2 separate regions of the Pan troglodytes genome follow, and region 1 is linked to region 2. Evidence: chromatin contacts called from public Hi-C data. All regions are on one chromosome and are shown on one strand. Each heading gives the region's core, a stretch centred on a gene start, on an enhancer-like site or on the middle of the called end of the contact. The rest is flanking DNA. Distances are from core to core; before and after follow the strand shown. Region 1 overlaps KCNN2 (potassium calcium-activated channel subfamily N member 2). Region 2 has its middle 100 kb from the start of YTHDC2.

Evidence for each region. A called contact is a pair of places that touch in the nucleus more often than the background predicts.
Region 1: a contact with region 2 is called in a Hi-C map of induced pluripotent stem cells, with 2.0 times the contacts expected there. The contact joins two enhancer-like sites. A contact is called at or near these places in 2 of 7 Hi-C or Micro-C datasets (induced pluripotent stem cells and stem cell-derived neural progenitor cells).

What each region holds. Positions count from the first base shown.
Region 1 is chr4:112,169,220-112,173,349 of NHGRI_mPanTro3-v2.0_pri, forward strand. The region is part of intron 6 of KCNN2 (potassium calcium-activated channel subfamily N member 2); the gene reads left to right. All of the region lies in intron 9 of LOC107974810 (a long non-coding RNA gene), which reads right to left. Among named protein-coding and RNA genes, the nearest start is that of KCNN2, 400 kb to the left of the region's middle. Within about 2 kb of position 1,317, at least 6 of the 24 cell types and tissues checked have an H3K27ac peak or open chromatin away from gene starts, as enhancers often do. A contact at or near this core is called in induced pluripotent stem cells, where this site is marked.
Region 2 is chr4:111,329,865-111,333,881 of NHGRI_mPanTro3-v2.0_pri, forward strand. No RefSeq gene overlaps it. Among named protein-coding and RNA genes, the nearest start is that of YTHDC2, 100 kb to the left of the region's middle. Within about 2 kb of position 2,562, at least 1 of the 24 cell types and tissues checked has an H3K27ac peak or open chromatin away from gene starts, as enhancers often do. A contact at or near this core is called in induced pluripotent stem cells, where this site is marked.

The DNA.
Region 1 (4,130 bases), core at 67-2,566, 840 kb after region 2:
GGCACCTTAAGCTGGTTGATTTGGATCAGTGGCGCATATTTTTTTCTCAGTTGACTGAGAGCCCTAAACAGAAGCCCTGTCAAAAAATTCTCAGGAATACGTGACTGATACTAGACATAGAGATGTACGTCCTCCCTCGGCCTGCCACCCTGGAGATTGAAGTGCTAGTGTTGGTAGGAGGAGAGGCAGCTGAGGGGGCCCAAAAATGAAATGGCACAGAACGATCGTGAGCTTTCTTTTTTCATTTGGACTTCTTGTCACTGAACTTCCCACTTTCTTCCTGCTTTCATTTTGTGGCCTGCTGTACCCTCACCCCCATGTTGCTTCTGCCTTTCCAAGGGACCTCTGACTAACCTCTTCCTCTCCCTCCTCTCCTTCTCCAGCCCTCTTTTCACTCTTTGTCATACTAGTTACTGTGCTCATTGGCAGTGGCAGCAAAACGTAGTGTAGGGTAGAAGGGAGCAAAACCAAAGCTGCGCATACTCTGAGCAGCCCTCAGGTATGTCACCTTGCTTCTGTGCAAGAAGGCCCGCTTCCAAAAGTAATGACTTTTCTTTGTATCTACTTTTACGTAAATAGAGAACTTGCTGAATGTAGAGCACACAGTCTGTACACTGATGAGGACTTGGGTAGCGTTTTGTTATCTCCGTGCTCACAGCCACCTGGTGAGGTAGACAGTCTGTTCTCTTAGAGAAAAGCGAGGCTCAGACATTAGGATGCACTGCTGTGGGTCACGCAGAACAAGAGGTGGGGCAGTACCTCTGAACCCAGCTCAGTTCCTCCTTGCCTCTTGTCTCAGAGCAAGTGAACAAGACCCTGACTTTTATATCTTCAAATGCAGGTTCATTTCCAACATTGCCTAGTTAAAAACATCCACAGGGATTTTTTTTTTCCTTACAGATTTAAGAGATAAGATCTGGTCTTTGATCTTGAGAATCTCAGAGGGGTGAAATGTACAGATGCTGCCTCCTCAGATCTGCTACCTGAGATTGGATTTAGAATAGAGTAAGCATCCAAACACACACACACACACACACACACACACACACACACACACACACACGCACTCTTCCCTTAGAAGAGCCCTTAACCCTTAAAATTCTTGGTAACACCCCAGGGCTACTGGGCATAGGAATGGCCTGGGACTTGTTTGCTTCAGCCATGACTTCTGTTTCCCATGTTGAACACCCTCTCCAGGGTGCCCAGAATGGGGGCTTTCCCTGCAGGGTATTCCCACAACATCACCTCACAGCCCTCCTCTAGCACTGATCTGGCTGAACTCTGCAGAGCAGCTGTGGGGATAAACTGGTGTGGCACTGCCACCTAGTGACTGCCCGCCACGCCGTTCTTTGCCTCTGAGGTGCCGTGCATCCATCAGCTGGCTGCTACCCATCATGGAAAATCATGGTGGGGGCTTCTAAAAATAGAGTCTGCCAGGCCAATGTCAACATGCTCTCTCTGCTATCAGCAGAGCCTGGTACACATCAGACATGGATTAGATTAAGTGTTTTTGAAAAAGTGGTTTTCTGGGTAAGGGAATCTTTGGGCCTGGTCGAGCATGGCTCCATCTGTCTGCTGGGGTTCCAGTTTCCTCTTGGAGGAGCTCACAGTGTGCACAGGATGCCTGGCACGCAGCAGGAGCTGAATGAATAGAGGTTGCCCCGCAATGTTTAAATATCCACTGGTCTGGAAGTTAGAAAAGGAACAGGAGGAAAGAGAAACTTGGTCAGAAATGCTAGTCCTGGTTAAAACATTGTTCTGGATTTTGATATTTTTTGATTTCCCAGAAAGTATCAGGGGCTTGAGAATATAATTCTCTTCAGGTGTTTTTGCCAAATTCCAAGATTTTCCAGTTTCACTACTTTCCAGATGTGTTGATATGAAGCCAGCTCCAGATTGTCTGATGGCCATTACTAGAGTCCCAGCTGCCCTGAAACTCTAGGCCAGTGGTTCAGAACAGGAGTAATACCGCCCCCAGGGGAATTACGGAAATTAGTGGAGAATTTGTTTTCTTGTTGCTGCCTTGGGCCAGGGATGCTGTGTATCTGTTACGCATTTAACAAAACACTGTTGTACATCCCACTTGACTTCAGATTGACCTACTGGATATTACATATATCAAAAACCTGTTTATAATTTTCTTAGCTTAGACGTAAATTCATTTTAAATAAGGACATAAAATAGTTTTGCTCAGTAGTAATCAACATTTAATTTTCAAATAATGTAATTTTCTAATAATGTATAAATTGGGGGAAATTATTAGTGATACCGTCTGTGTTCTTATAGGTTTTTAACATAGTAGTGAAAGTTATATAGGTGTAAGATTTGAGACTTTTAACTTATTGACAGATAAGTCATTGCTGAAGTCACTTATTCCAATATGACATGTAAATGCATAGTGAATAATAGAGTTAGAAAACACAACCTCTTTGTCATCTCAGGGAAACTTGATAAATGTAATTCTTCAAGTTTGAAAATTTGTGTATGTTCTATCATTCCCTTTTCCATTGGGACTTTGAACTTTATTTTAAAGTAAGCTTATGCTCTTAGAACATAGCCACTGATGGTCTGGAGACAAAAAAGTAAGTTGTCTATATCCCAAGTGTGAATGAAACTGTCATTAGCCAAGGTTAATGCATGAAAAGAAACCGGACCTTTTACAGAACCATGCCCCGCCAAACATATGCACACACACACAGGGAGAGAGAAAAGTGGTTAGCTTTGACATTTTTCTCAATGAAAAGAAGAGAGGAAAACATTCCAAATGTGCAAAGTCAAAGGAGCAAAAGAAAATCAAGGTAAAAATACTCACTTTGGCATTTTAGAGTCAGTAAAGAATTATATAATTTATAAAAATTCAAGGCTGGAGGCGGTGGCTCAAGCCTGTAATCCCAGCACTTTGGGAGGCCAAGGCGGGCAGATCATGAAGTCAGGAGATCAAGACCATCCTGGCTAACACGGTGTAAACCCCATCTCTACTAAAAATACAAAAAAATTAGCCAGGCATGGTAGCGGGTGCCTGTAGTCTCAGCTACTTGGGAGGCTGAGGCAGCAGAATGGCGTGAACCCGGGTGGCGGAGCTTGCAGTGAGCCAAGATCACACCACTGCACTCCAGCCTGGGTGACAGAGCAAGACTCCGTCTCAGAAAAGAAAAAAAAAAAAAAAAAGAATCAAATGGAATCCTGCCTAAATTAAAGCTGGGCTTTAGATGTAGCAGCATTATACTGCCTGTTGCCACTGCTGCTTCTCTTTGCTTACTTACTAATATTAAAGGAAGTCTGTATTGAAATCCTCAAGATCCTAAAGCCATGTTTATGTTTTCATAATTCAGTTATAGGGAAAAAATAGGAGTGCCAGGAGGGGACTATGAGAACGTCAAATAGATTGGGGCAGTTTACATTCTCATACGTTCTATAAATTAGTTCCAGAGAGAGTAGTTTCATACATAAAACTACAGCATTTATACTTTAGAGCACCCTCACTTAGGGAGGTTTTTATTAAAGTGTTTGGACTTACTGGATTTTACATTTTATTTGAATTTAGAACTGTAATTTTAGGTGTCAGTGTTGGAACATTATTAGACACTCATGTCATCATTTTCAATCTGTTGCATATATTTTTCTTTGATAGGTCTTTACATCTGGTGTTCACATTTATTACAGCTTGCATATTACCTTATTCCTTGCAACCAGTTTTCTCCCTTACCACATTTTAAGCTTCTCATGAACGCTTACTATTTTTACTCATCTACATATTCTCAGTGCCTCCAAAAGTTTCTTTACATGTAGATGTTCACCATGTTATTGAATGAGAAACTCCTGAAATAAAGCTAATTGATGGTTCTCAGACTAGATAGCATATTAAAATCATCTGGGGAGCTTTTAAAAAATCCCTGTGCCATGGCTTCACCTCCGGAGACCTCAGCTTCCTTGTTTACGGATGGGGCTTTGCACAGGATTCCTTTTAACACTTCCCAGGTGGCTCCAGTATTGCAGCTACAGGTGAATATGCAGCTACAGTGAATAGCTACGTGTGAATATCAGCAACAAGTAAGAGACACGTTAGCTCTTTTTTCTGAGCCATTGGCAGTCAGCTCTTTTCCTTTTGAACTTAGATATGTACCTTCTTT
Region 2 (4,017 bases), core at 1,312-3,811:
TGATTCCTGCTGATTATAGGATCCTTTTTCATTTGCCTAGTGATTGAAATAATGTATAAAGTGGAAGTTGTTAATCTGTGGCCCATGCATATGATTCAAGGGTCATATATTGTCTAAAATTGTGTGCAGAAATTTGAGGTATATGCATTTCGCATTTTTGGAGGTGGGAGGGTCCATAACTTCTCCAAGAGGTCTACAATCTACAAAAAATTGAGAAATACTGTCTGGAAAGTTCTATATAATTGCTTTCTCCTTTTGAAAGTTCACTCATTTGTCTGCATTGTCACTAGTATTACTACCTTTTATCCGCTAGATGGTGATATTGTACGTGTTTTCATGCACCAATCATAAGCTTCATTGATATGAATTGAAAAAGCTCAGTGGTTTAAATGAAACCTCTTCAAAACCATTTGAGGGAGGGAAGGAATTTTAGAAACTGCATATTCCTTCTCCTTGTCTTACAGATGAGGAACTGCGTTCCCAAAAGTTTAAGAGAGAGCCTTGACTGGAAAAAAAAAGCCCTTTGAAAAAATGGAAAGGATGCCCTGAGGGGAAGGAGCACCTGGAGTCTGGGCTCTCCTCTTTCAACCCCAAATCACTTTAGGATGCCCCTCTGGCTAGCTGAGAGACTGGGGGTGGTGCTGGTTGTGGACTTTAGATGCCTTTGGCTCTGAGACACGTATATTTCAGTTAAAACTGACCATGACTGAAAATCTGATCCTTCTCTTGGGATCCTGATAATGCTAAAGAGAGCTTTACTTAGGGAAGAGTTTGCAAAGAAAGCCGCTTTTCTCTGACATAAGCCTCCCCTCTCCCCTTTCCTGGTTAGCTTTAGACATTTCTTAAGTGCAGTATGTTATTTTGAGGGCCAAAGGTAACCCTATATAGATGTATGTATTATGATAACAGGAATGAGTGACTGAGGCAAAAGTCTTGTTATCAATGGTGAATATCACAGTTACTGTTGGATAATCTGTATGGGTCTGCAGCAGCCTCAGTTCTTGACTCCTCAGAAGAAAGAATTCAACTAAGGGGCATAAGGCAGAAGAAAAGACCAAGGCAAGTTTCAGAGCAGGAATGAAAAGAAAGTAAAGTACACTTAGAAGAGGGTCAAGTGGGAATGTTGGAGGTAAAGTGCCCTGTTTGACCTTGGACTTAGGGTTTTATATGCTGCCAGTGTCTTGCCTCCCTTTTACCTTGATTCTTCCTTTGGGCTGAGCTGCCCACATGTGTGGTGCTGCTAGCACTTGGGAGGTGAGTATGTGCAGTATGTTTACTGGAGTTGTAAGCATGCTCACCTGATGCAGTCTTCCGTTTTCCAGAGGAATGCCCCCAGAAAGTCATATACCAGTTAATTTGCACCATTTTGCCTCTTAATGCATATGCTTGAGCCCACTCACCCAATTCCTGAGATCTTATTGGGAAGCTGCTGATCGCCAGTTTCAGTTGTTTTTATCTAATGGGAAACTGCCTTTCTCTGGCAGAGGCTGTGACCAATTATCATTTTGGAGAGGCCATGTGACAAACTGCCTGACCATCACCTGATGGTTGCCTGGCATTCCTGGTGGTGGTTAGGGGAGCCCTCTCTTGCCCTGCTCATGCCTCATGGCTGTGTCCCCACCCAGATTTCATCTTGAATTCCCACGTGTTGTGGGAGAGGCCAGGTGGGAGGTAATTGAATCATGGGGGCAAATCTTTCCCATGCTGTTCCTGTGATAGTGAATAAGTCTCACGAGATCTGATGGTTTTAAAAAGAGGTGTTCTCCTGCACACGCTCCCTCATTTTTTGCCTGCTGCCATCTAGTTAAGATATGACTTGCTCCTCCTTGCCTTCCGCCATGATGTGAGGCTTCCCCAGCCACATGGAACTGTAAGTCCAATTAAACCTTTTTCTTTTGTAAATTGCTCAGTCTCAGGTATGTCTTTATCAGCACCATGAAAACGAACTAATACACCTGACTAGCTACCTACTGTAATAGTCTCAACTATCTAGATTTATTAAGCCAGCTTTAGGGTATTCTGGGAAAAAATAAGCCATAGACATATGTTCTTCTCTGATTGTTTTTCAGAGAGGTTTTCAGGAGTTCCGTATTTATACATTTCCTTAAAGCAGGGGAAGGCATTTGGAAGACAGACAGGTAGGCAGTTAGATGAATTACATTCTTATGTAATTTGGAAGAGATTACGGCATTTGGAAGAGAGACAGGTAGGCAGTTACATTCTTATGAGACTTTAGTTAGTGGCCAGTGAATCTACATTTTACATGGGATAAAGGGAACCCCTGAAGAGAAAAAAAGGAGTAAAGGAGAATCAATAATGCAGACATTTCTGGGTAGATGGAGGAAGTGACTGACCTCATCTTGTCTTTGTTCTGTACCTGGTAAGATATGTATAACAGACTTTAGTCTTAGGAACTAGACTTAGACTGTAGACCCACAGTTACAATTGGCATGTCCTTGTTTATGGGAGGCCAGCAAATAATTTACTTATAAGTGATCTGTGGAGACAGCCCTCCCTAGATGCCTGAGGCCTTTCACTTCTCCACCTCTCCTTGACGATCTGGCTGATGCATAATGCTAGTAGCAGCTATTCATTTGCAAGAGGATGTTGCATGACTCAGCCTTCAGGCTTAAGCTTCCTTTTGCATAAGGAGTTTGGGGGTCCTGAGATTCTTTAAAATTTTCCTTTACAATAAGGAGTTTTGACAACACTTAAGAGATGTGCTGTAAATATTAGTGTTTGGAGTTCCCAGACACGAAGATAGAGAAAGCCTCAAGTCACATGGGCTGCGAGAGGGGAGCACTGTGGAAAAGTGGCTGGAGAGATTCTCACAAGCAGTGGGTCTTCCTCAATGAGTTCTGTGGCATCCTTCATGTTCAGACCATTAAACCAAGGCACCAAATGGTGCTACCGCATGTGCTCAGGACCCACCTTTCTGGAGGATAATCCTTCCAAATGAATCCTCCAAAATTGTCTTTAAGCAGTATCCAAAGCTACTGCTATGTCTTTTCCCCTCCACTTCCCTATTATGTTTGCTCCTCAGTCCTCAGCCACAGCCTAGAAAAGACAGGAATCAAAGTACCCTTCCTTCACACTTCTTTCCACCAAAGCTAACAATATTAAATTAATAAAGTGCCTTTTAAAAACCAACCTTTCCATTTGCACCAATAGACAAGCTTTGCTATATCTGAAACTCAAGGTTGTCTCTGCTAAATTTCAGTAAACAATTGTGAAGGTCATGATGATGGATAATCACTGTTGTCTGTACAGGTCCACTATCCTATGCCTCAATATGCTGACCTTTATGTTCTTTGATTTCCTGTTAGGTTTGGCCAATGGGAAGCAACAGCAAGAGATGGATAGATGGAAGGAGAGAGAGCTGGAGAATTTCTTTCCCTACATCTGTTGAGTAGCTGGGCAGATTGGCTGGGTCTGAAACCAAACACAGGTTCAGCTACTTGCCACTTGCAAGGTCAAAAATCAAGGACAAGGTGGGGTGGAAGGAAGGAAAGGAATCACCAAGGTTTTGTGCCTGAAAGGAACCATTTCAAATTTCTGGATAGAATGCAAGGGCTTAAAAAGGGAGGTTGGTGGTGGGAGGGGCATGCAAGAGGGGCAAGGAGGTGCCAGTCAGTCTATGTAAGTTGCTCTGATGACTTACCTTGAGTTATTGCCCCATCTGTTGAATGGGCTGGCACCATCCCAGGCACAATCGGGGTGAAAGCTAACTGCAGCTTTGAGTAATCTCCTGGAGGAGGAGAATTCCATAGGTACCTAGATTGTTTCAAGACTCAGTCCGTGAACTTCCAAGAAAACATATAATTAGATGAGGGGGACATTGTGCAAGGGAGTGCCTGGTGGAAGGAAAGAGAGCAAAGGTTACCATATAATTTTCAAGCATCTAAACATAAAGTAAGCAAGGAGGAAAATGGAAAAAGATTAAAAAATTAAAAATAGAGTATTTGGTTACATGTCCTTGACCCTCTGCTGAAGGCCACAGCTTATGACCACCCTCTC